Regions from separate parts of the Mus musculus genome. Here region 2 is linked to region 1. A link is a contact called in public HiChIP or PLAC-seq data. All regions are on one chromosome and are shown on one strand. Each heading gives the region's core, a stretch centred on a gene start, on an enhancer-like site or on the middle of the called end of the contact. The rest is flanking DNA. Distances are from core to core; before and after follow the strand shown. Region 1 overlaps Dcst2 (DC-STAMP domain containing 2). Region 2 holds the start of Slc50a1 (solute carrier family 50 (sugar transporter), member 1).

What was found. HiChIP or PLAC-seq counts read pairs in DNA pulled down with a chosen protein or histone mark.
Region 2: an HNF4G HiChIP or PLAC-seq map of pancreatic cancer cells shows a contact between it and region 1. The contact joins the promoter of Slc50a1 here to the enhancer-like site in region 1. A contact is called at or near these places in 3 of 39 promoter capture datasets (embryonic stem cells, liver and macrophages), 5 of 115 datasets of contacts at active chromatin or transcription factors (embryonic stem cells, microglia and pancreatic cancer cells) and 3 of 9 other capture datasets (adipose tissue, liver and pancreatic islet).

What each region holds. Positions count from the first base shown.
Region 1 is chr3:89,375,630-89,380,257 of GRCm38.p6, forward strand. It overlaps Dcst2 (DC-STAMP domain containing 2), which reads left to right. Exons shown (of 15, transcript NM_001370853.1): 15 at 1,801-2,014. The coding sequence ends at 1,822. It overlaps Zbtb7b (zinc finger and BTB domain containing 7B), which reads right to left. Exons shown (of 3, transcript NM_009565.5): 3 at 2,015-4,365. The coding sequence ends at 3,897. Among named protein-coding and RNA genes, the nearest start is that of Dcst2, 13 kb to the left of the region's middle. Within about 2 kb of position 2,947, at least 281 of the 459 cell types and tissues checked have an H3K27ac peak or open chromatin away from gene starts, as enhancers often do. A contact at or near this core is called in adipose tissue, embryonic stem cells, liver and 2 more, where this site is marked.
Region 2 is chr3:89,268,634-89,273,247 of GRCm38.p6, forward strand. Slc50a1 (solute carrier family 50 (sugar transporter), member 1) reads right to left here and starts at 1,937. Exons shown (of 6, transcript NM_009057.3): 1 at 1,753-1,937; 2 at 1,429-1,506; 3 at 1,194-1,317; 4 at 417-578; 5 at 40-159. The coding sequence starts at 1,832. It overlaps Efna1 (ephrin A1), which reads right to left. Exons shown (of 5, transcript NM_010107.4): 3 at 4,324-4,389; 4 at 4,139-4,189; 5 at 3,097-3,971. The coding sequence ends at 3,859.

The sequences.
Region 1 (4,628 bases), core at 1,697-4,196:
AAGCCTTAAAGTAAGGAGAAATGGGAAATTGAATCTATTACTGGGAGCTACTGGAATAGGCTAAGGAGGCGGAAAGAGGGGGACAGGGGCAGAACCTGAGGCAAGAGGCTCAAGAGAGCAGGAGAGCTTAGCCCATGAAAGGCAAACCATGAGCAAGCTGGGACCAACAATCCATCCAGAGCCGGGGGACCAGACAACTGGTATGTATGGCTTGTGGGAACATTTTTCATGGTTTCAGGATGGCTAAAACTAGATCACAAAGCACCTGACAAAGACTCAGAAATAGAGAATGTGGCTTCTAAAGAGGAAGATGATTTAGGATTCCTTTAATATAACATTTGCAATTAAAAAGAGGGCTTAATTACTTTATTTATTGAGGCAGGGTTTTACTATATAGCCTCTGGCTGGCCCAACATAGTTATATATACCAGGATGGCCTTGAATTCATAGAGATCTGCCTGCTTTTGGCTCCCTATTCTTTTTGTTTTGTTTTGTTTGTTTTTTGAGACAGGGTTTCTCTGTATAGCCCTGGCTGTCCTGGAACTCACTCTGTAGACCAGGCTGGCCTCGAACTCAGAAATCCTTCTGCCTCTGCCTCCCAAGTGCTGGGATTAAAGGTGTGTGCCACCACCGCACAGCCTCCCTATTCATACTATGTGGTCCATGCTGGCCTTGAACTTGTAACCCTTCTACCTCAGTCTCCATAGAATGAAAGTTATGATGTGCTACCATGCTTGGCTCTAAAAAAAGGAAGCCTGATGATAAAGAATTGGCTTCACATACAAGGTACACGGCACCAACAGGTGTTTCTGCATCCCAGTACATTTAGGAGATGGAAAAGAGCATTGAAGTCTATGAATGCAGTGTAGTAGCAGAGTGCTTGTGAGAGCACAAGCTCAACCTCCAGCCCTGGACTAAGGTACCAGAGGAAGAGCTGGGCCAGGCAATGGTGCATGAGGTAGCCAGAGGGGCTGCTCTGAGACTGAAGAGTGGAGACCCTTCTAAACAGACTGCAGACTGCTCCAGCCTCAATTTCTCTAGGGAGTAGGAGGCAAGGACACCTGCTGAGACCCGAGAGGTGTCTGGGAGTGACATAGTTTTCAGAGTGGGTGGTAGAGAATGAAATGTCTGCTGTGAGGAAGAGTGCAAAGAAACTGGCCCTGGGAGGCTGAGGGACTTCCAGGTAGAGTTAAGGGGCAGGTGATAGTGAAGCCTTTGTTCTTAGTCAGAGGAGGTTTTTTTTTTTTTTTTTGCCTTTGGTGACAGGGCCTCAATATTGTAGGCCAGGTTGGTTTGAAATGTATAGTGACTGTCCTCTCTCAGCTTTTGGAAGGCTGATCCCATTGTTTTCCTCTTGTAAATATGGTAGCCACGAGTTTGAGAGTTGAAGTCTTTTTCTGGGTCGGTAGGAGAGAAGAACGGATGAGTAATTTCGGGAACAGAGACAATCGCCTTTGAGCAGTCGGGGCAATTTGCTGATACCCTGGCTGGGTTGGAGAGAGGTATTCCAGTTGCCAGGTCCTCAGAGCACTAGGTGGTAGTGCACGCCTTTAATCCCAGCACTTGGGAGGCAGAGGCAGGCGGATCTGTGAGTTTGAGACCAGTCTGGTCTACAGGGACAGGGCTACACAGAGAAACCCCGTCTCAACAAAACAGAGACAGAGTTATAAAAACAAAGAAGAGAGGAAAGGAAGAACTGGGATGGATGCCAGAAGGGCGGCAGTTAGGGCCCGAGCTGGGACGGTGGCAGAGGTTACCCACCAGTGACTTTGAGTTTACTGGTCCTTCCTCTCCTCCCAGGAACCAGGACAGAAAGCAGTGACTTCAGAGGAAGCGTCCACAGCATCTCCCAGAAGCTCATCTGGCTTTGTGGGCCTCCCCTTTCTCCCAGAACCCCAGGCACCACTTCGGAAATCCCTGTCCCCAAACAAGACCCCTCCCCAGCCTCAGACCCTCCCGACCCCTCCCACTGCCGCCCCCCTCCCCCAATAAAGGAACCAAAAGTGGACACAAATATGAATCTTAAATTATTATTATTTCTTCCTGTCACTTACACCCGAGGCAGGGGCAGGGGTAGATGAAGGGAATGGGGGAGGGGAATGCGTTCCCCCACTAAGGCACTGAGTGGGGAAGCCACAAGGAGAGAGAGTGGAGGCCACTGTCTCCACTCTCTGGGACTAAGCCCCAGGTTTCTCCAGCCCTGGGCTCCCCTATCACCTGAAATGCTAAGATGAGGCCCAGGGTACCTGACCTCCCTCCTAATATATTACATCATCACTTTTTAAATAGATACAGGGACTGGTCCCGCCACCCCTCCCTGTGTGGCCCTTCCCCACTGTTGGGGGTACCTGGGCAGCTGTGCAAATGGGCATGGAGGTGCATGGGGAGAGGAGAGCACCGGGCCCCTGAACCTGCCCCTTTCCAGGAGGGGGAAGGGCCACTAGGCCAAAGGGGTAAATAGTGCAAGGCAGAGCCCAGGCCGCAATGGGGGTCCAGCACCCAGCGAGGAAGGGGTGGGGTGAAGACTCTTCCCCACCCCAGGAAAACTGATAGTTAAAAATGTGAAATTGGATTTCAACAAGACCATCAGAAGAGGCTATGTACAGAACGGGGGTGGACTCAGTCCTAAGAGTGCCAGGCAAGGTCTGAGGAAAGGTTCCCTTACCTCTGGGTCTGCTCCGCAGCTCACTTTTCCCAGGGGCAAGTGAGTTGCCTTGCCTAGCCACCATGTTGGCAAGGGGGCACCCGTTCACAGGCCTAGATGGCTGGGTGTGACCCTAGCTCATGAAAAGTGGTCGCTGGGGGGTGGGGTTGGGGGGTAGCGCTCGCCCTTACAGGGCATGGCCACCAGATGGCGCTAGCTTGTCCGCTCCCTACAAGGCTACCTCAACCCCTCACCCCATCCCACACCCAGCGCCCGCCAGCCCGGGGGCGGCGTGAGTCAGGGGCAGCAAGCAGCAGAGGCGGCTCCCGCTTGCACCTGGGCGGGGAGGTAGGGAGGAGAAGAGGGTAAGACGCCCGGCCCGCCCTGCCCTCTGGCCCCAGGGAGGGAGCGCCAGGAACAAGACATTCCCTGCCCCGGGACGCGGGAGGGAAGAGGTGGAGAGCTCCCTTAGCTGGGCGGAGACCTTCTGCTACCCCCAGGGGCGGGCGAGCCAATCAGGCCACCCTGCCCTCCTCTTCTCCAGGACCCCATGACTCAGCGTTGGAACTGGGTGGAGGGGGACTGGGATGGCTCCGTCCTTACAGGCCCAGTCCCCACCGCCGCCACCCCAGTCTTTCAAGCCTCTACCTTGTTTCCCCCCTCTTACCCTTCCTTTGCCACCCCCCTTTGCATAATTTACGGCCAGGAAAAAGGAACAGAAACCAGGAAGGAGGGGTCTCGGAAGGGAGGGGCAGTCCACCCCTTCACAGCCAAAACCCAGGGGGCATGGGAGTAGAGCAAGGATTTGGTCCTAAGCCCCAGCCTCCTAGAAACCCGCATAGCCGAAGTGGGACCCCACAAATCAGAGATAGATTATTGCTTCAATTCCCCAGTAGTGGCTGGGGACAGGGACCCACCTTTATTGTGTGTGTATATATATGTGTGTGTGTGCAGAGAGTGTGTGTAACACACACACGCGCGTGCACACACACACACATATATATATACACACACAGACAGACAAACAGACATATATTTCATGTTTAACTCCTTGGGTGATCACCCCAATCTAGAGAGCTTGTGCCCCAAAACCTCAGCTTGTAATTGGAATGAAGGCTCTGGGGGGAAGAGGCGTTCGATTCTGATACCAACAAGGTTCAGCACCCCCGACCCCGATACCACTTGTTTTATGTGCTCCCCGTTGCTTGGCGTGGTGTCCCAGGCTGTTCCAGCCTGCCCATTCATCCCTCTTTTAAGAGGACTCCATGGCACCTTCGGCCTGTGGTGTGGTGGGTGTCCCTTCCTCTTCCTCCTCCTCAGGGGGCCCTTGTGTAGTGACTGGGGGTCCCGTGGTGGCCGACTGCTCCCAGAATCGAGCCAGAGAGAGGTGGAAGGTGTCCAGGTGGCCATTGGAAAGGTCGAGGCCAGCAGGGGATGAGGTGGTGGTCGAGGGCGGTGGGTAGTGAGGGGCTGCCACGTCATCCTTGCGGCGCCTTCGGGTGCGCACCTCCAGGCAGTTCTGACCCTTGAGATGGCGCTGCAGGTGGTCCTCCTTGGCGAAGGCCTTGTGGCACAGGTGGCACTCATAGGGCCGGTCCCCGGTGTGCAGGTGCATGTGGTTCTTGAGGTCGTAGCTATGCAGGAAGCGGGCTGGGCAGTGGGGGCACGAGTAGGGGCGTTCTCCTGTGTGCTTCCGCATGTGGATCTTCAGCTTGTCATTCCTAGTACGAGCAGGGGAAAGGGCAGACACTCAGGATTCAGGATAGGATCCCCAGGGCATTTTAGCCACGCCCCCGGGCCTTGACCCACCCTTGTTCCTCACTGCGGTTTCCCCATTGCTGCCCCAGGAGACCCTTTTTGATTAGCCCTTAGCTCAATGGGCCCTGGCACTATGAGCTCCTCTGCTTCCAGTTCAATCTTCTTGGGAACTAGCCCACTCCCGAGCATGCCCTTGTTTGCCTCTTTTGGCCTCCCACCTCATTCT
Region 2 (4,614 bases), core at 687-3,186, 110 kb before region 1:
GCTTTGTAGACCCAACGTCCCAATCTAGAGTCTGCTTACCGTGATGTATGGGTCTCGGAGGCGAAACCCGTAAATAGACCAAGAGGCGGAGCAAAAGAGCGTGGCAATGGTCAGGGAGAAGGAGAGGCGCTGGGTTGATTTAGTCTGAACGATCTTGGCCTACGGCAAAAATGTGCCTGGTTCAGGTTCATAGAACCATTCCTGAGTCCTCGCCAGAGAATTTCCTCGCGGAAAAAAGACCACAATCCCTGTGGTGCGTCTTTCATTCAGCCCTTTTCCTGCATCCCACTCACCTCTGCTACCTTGACTTCTTCCAAGAGCTGGGCCCCGCCCCCGCCCCAGTATTAGCCAGTCCCTGGCTCAGGGAGCCTAGCCCTTCTCCGCATCTCCCCTACCTCTTGGCCACCCCTACTCACCAAATCAGCCAGTGGGGAGAGGTACATGCTGATGGTAAAGACGCTACAGAAGAGGCCTAGCTGCTGAAGCCGGGCCTCAAGGTCCGGCACCAGAAGCCAAAAGTAGCCATAACCCAGGAGAAGGACAGCCAGCAGGGTTGCCGTCTGCAGGAGCACACCATGCTGCAGGGGAGAGGCGTCTTACATGCATCTGTACCCAGAACACTCATCTCTCTGCTGGAATTGCCTCCTCCTGTCTTCTGCCATGCTCTAATGGGGAAATCAACTTTTATCCCGGCCTTCACGTCAGCCTCTCACCACTCAGTTATTTGAGAGAAATCTCAGCCACACAACACTGGAGATCCCCAGGGAAGGGGAGAGCCATTTTTAGATCCCTCCCCTTTTCATGTGAGCTTCACATACATGTACAATAAGAGACCAATAAATGTTAGTGTGACTGAGTGGGGAAGCAGAGCGAATGGCCATTCTTAGCCATTGGCCCTGGTCCTAACCCTAAAGGAACTATCAGACAGTATAGCCCTCTTCCCCCAGCCTGTTGGGGGAGCACAGGATATCTTGACACCACGGGGTTGGGTAAGCCACCAGCATTTCGAACAAGGGGAGGGTGGGTGGCTCTGTGTGCATTTTAAAGGGTTGACTTCATGGGCAGGAGAACCAGAAGGGCCTTCTAGGAAAGGGAATTAATGCCATCCCACTAATCTTCCAGGAAATAGAACTATATGCTCTGCCAACATGGCCAGGTGTGGGGTGGAGGTGAGTGCAAGGGAGGGCCTCTACCTTCTGAGGACTGTAGTGCAGATATGCCAGGATATAAAGAGTCTGAAGCACGGCCCCCACGCTATTGACGATGATAAGGGTCCCATCTCCCTTCAAGACTCCGTAACTCAGCCAGCTCAGGTTGCTGTGAGGGAAGGAGGATTAAGGTCCAAGGGGCTGCTGGGGTTGCAGCAGGTCTCCAGGGATCTCTTGCACCTCCCTCAGCCTTTCCCATCACAGCCAACAACACTCTCACTTGACATCCGTGGTGAGAAAAGGCAGGAACTGGATGTTGTCCACGCTCCGTGTCCTCTGCATATGCCTGAGGTCCGAGCTGGAAGGGATCCAAAGGAAATTGTTAGGAGTGGGTAAAAGATTTCTCGGTGTTTACCAATCATCCTGAACGACAAGCAGATCTCCCCCCTCAGGCCAAGAGGCAGCCTCGCCTTGGACCTCAAATCATCCAATCCTATTCCACTATTATTCTGGGTTCCAAAAGCAGCAAGATATTGCAGCCACGTCTCTTGCCCGCTTTCATTTCTTGACTTCCTGCCCCAGCCCAGTCCATCCACACTCTCACAGGCCAGTGGAGAACATGCCCAGGGTGAAGAGCACGCAGGCACTAGAAAGGAAAGAGTCTGCCACGCCGCCCGCCTCCATCCCACCGGAGCCGGTTCCCTAGCCCAGCGCGGAGTTCCAGTAGCTCAGACCCGGAGCTGCGGAAGGCGAAGCTCCGCCCTTCCCCGTGGAACCGCGCCGGAACCCGCCCTCGCCCGAACTTCACCGGAACTGGGGACCCAGCCAAACCAGCGCCGCGTGCTGGCCGGGTGGTTTGCTGTAATGTGCGGGCCTGGGTCCTGATCGTGCTGTTCAGATTGCGTTTAGTGGTTTTAGTAGTGCCCCTGCATTTGTCCCCGATCCGACCCCTCCTCACACTGCGCACCCCTTGCATCATCGAGACCACTAGCCTCAACTTCTGGGTTCTTGTATGCTTTTGTGTGCTGGACCACAAACCTCAAATTTAGTCTCACAGGTCTTCAACGCGCCCCCAATTCATATCAGAACCTTGGTTACCCAGCTTTGGGAGGGTTTTCCTGGAGGTTATTGAAACCTCTTTCCAGTCTGTCCCCCAAAAGCAGGAATTGCCATCCTCTTTCAGATGTCCTCTCTTACACGACCTGCCCTATCCAAGGACAAGCCTACCCCTGGCCCCCTGTTCCAACATACTTGCTGCTGGGAACTTTCCCTCCCAGCCTCCCAGGCGGCTCTGCTGGTGGGGCAGCGCACATGCTTCAGCTGGCATCCAGCTCCCTGACTCACCCAGACAGCATGAGTACCTGCATGGTGTGCCAAAGCCCAGCGCTCGAGGCTGGTGAAGTTGGACAGGAAGAACAAAGAGTGGGTGCGGAGAGGAATCTATAGCCCACTCTTGCAGGGAGTTGTGCAGAACCCTCAGGAGTAAACTCCTTTAGCCTGGTAAGACTGATCCTAGCCATTTATTTATTTTGTCTTTTATTTACTTTTTTTGTTTTGTTTTGGTGAGACAAAGTCTCACACTGTAGCCCAGGCTGGCATTGGAATTTTGGCAACATTGCTTCAACCTTCTGAGTGCTGGGGTCACAGGCAGGAGCCACCATGCCTGGCTACTTATGTTTTGTGCTCCTGAGGACTGAACTCAGGGCTGACACACGTTAGGTAACCCTCTACTTCTTGGGGTACATTTCCAGCCTTTTATTTTTGAGTTTGAGGCAAGGTCTGAGTTACTCATGCAGTCTCAAGTTTTTAACCTTCCCACCTCAGCCGCAAAAGGAGCTCTGCATTATACCTGCCCCCCCCCACACCCCCCCCCCATTGCTTCTGTTTAGCACAGAGCCTAACACACAATGGGGACACTGGTCACAAATCAACATGGTGGGGCAGAAAAGCATGTCCATAAAAAACCATCAATTTATTATGAATCCAAAAACACTGTATAAAAAAACCCTGCAGTCATAGAAATGAACAGATACAGCACATTTATATACAGACACTGTACATGTGGGCCCTGCCCGTTAAGCTAAACTCCACAGACTGTACACACGGGCACTGCCCTTACAGCTACACTCTAAAACCAGGCTGCTTCAGTCCTCCTGTTGGCACAGCTCCAGGGAATGTTGCCCCAGGGATGGGGAGGATGCAGTCAGGGCCGGGCTACAAACCTCTCTGGCAGCCCAGCAGGTGGAAATCTTGCAGAGATGCTGGGTCAGCCCAAGCTGCCTCTTCTGTACCTGGCTCCCCCGCAGGAAGCTGTCTCAAGCTTTTCCTTCGGTCAGTTCATCTGCACATTATGGCTTCCTTGGGGAAGGACGTCTTTACCAAGTTCAGTGTCCAACCGCATGACCTCAGGCTCTTTTTAGCCCTTCTCCCACTGAGGCCTCTTAATGGGCCAGGTCCGCACAGCTTGTTTCTTTGGCTTAAAGGCAGAAACTGCAGGTTAAGGACCTTCTCCACTTCTTTCTCCATCCCTCTGAAGTGGAGGCAGGGATGGCACAGTTGGGCTGGTTAAACTCTTTTCGGTTAAAACCCTTAATACTGAACCTTTTGAGGCTTCATGGTGGCGTCTTGTGGGTGTAGTGGGAGAGGTTCCCAGGGCTGGGGCTGCCCCTTAGTCCCATTCCAATCCATAAGCCAGGGCAAGCGTACACCCTCACTGAGATTGCAGCAGCAGCAGTGGTAGGAGCAATACTGCCCAGACCAGTGGGAAGAGGCGGGGGGCGGCACTGTAACCAATGCTGTGCAAAACCTGTACTTCCGGGTCATCTGCAAGGTGAGAAGGCAAAGACAGACATGGTAAGTGTTTGCATCGGCTTCCAGCCACACAGGATTTAGCCAGCCCGTATGTGGCTAGGGAGCCACCTTACTCCTCAGTCTCTTTAAGCAAACCCCTTCCTGTGACCCAGACCAAACTGTCTCAGGCTACTACCTACCTGCTTGGAGTCTCTTCTCCTGTGGGTTGACATGGGCCTGGGGATTATGAGCTGAAAAATAAGAATGGAAGTAGATCAGGCTTTTTGCACCAGGAGACAGAGAGGCAACTTCCATCCCCATCCCAGACCACTAGACCACGCCCAGCACAGATGGAAGGAAGTGGTCCACAGGGCCTGACACTCACTGATTTTGCCATTGACAGTCACCTTCAGCTTCAAGCACTGGGATTCCTGATGGTAGATAGGTTTGGCTGTAAAATAAATCCATAGGATGGTAAGGAAAGAGCCTTTGCTAAGATAGGAGCTCAAAATTGTCTGACTCGATGCCCTGTTTTTTGGGTTTTTGTTGTTGTTGTTGTTGTGTTTTGTTTGTTTGTTTTTCTGAGACAGGGTTTCTCTGTGTAGCCCTGGCTGTCCTGGAACTCACTCTGTAGACCAGGCTGGCCTCAGACTCAGAAATCTGCCTGCCTTTGCCT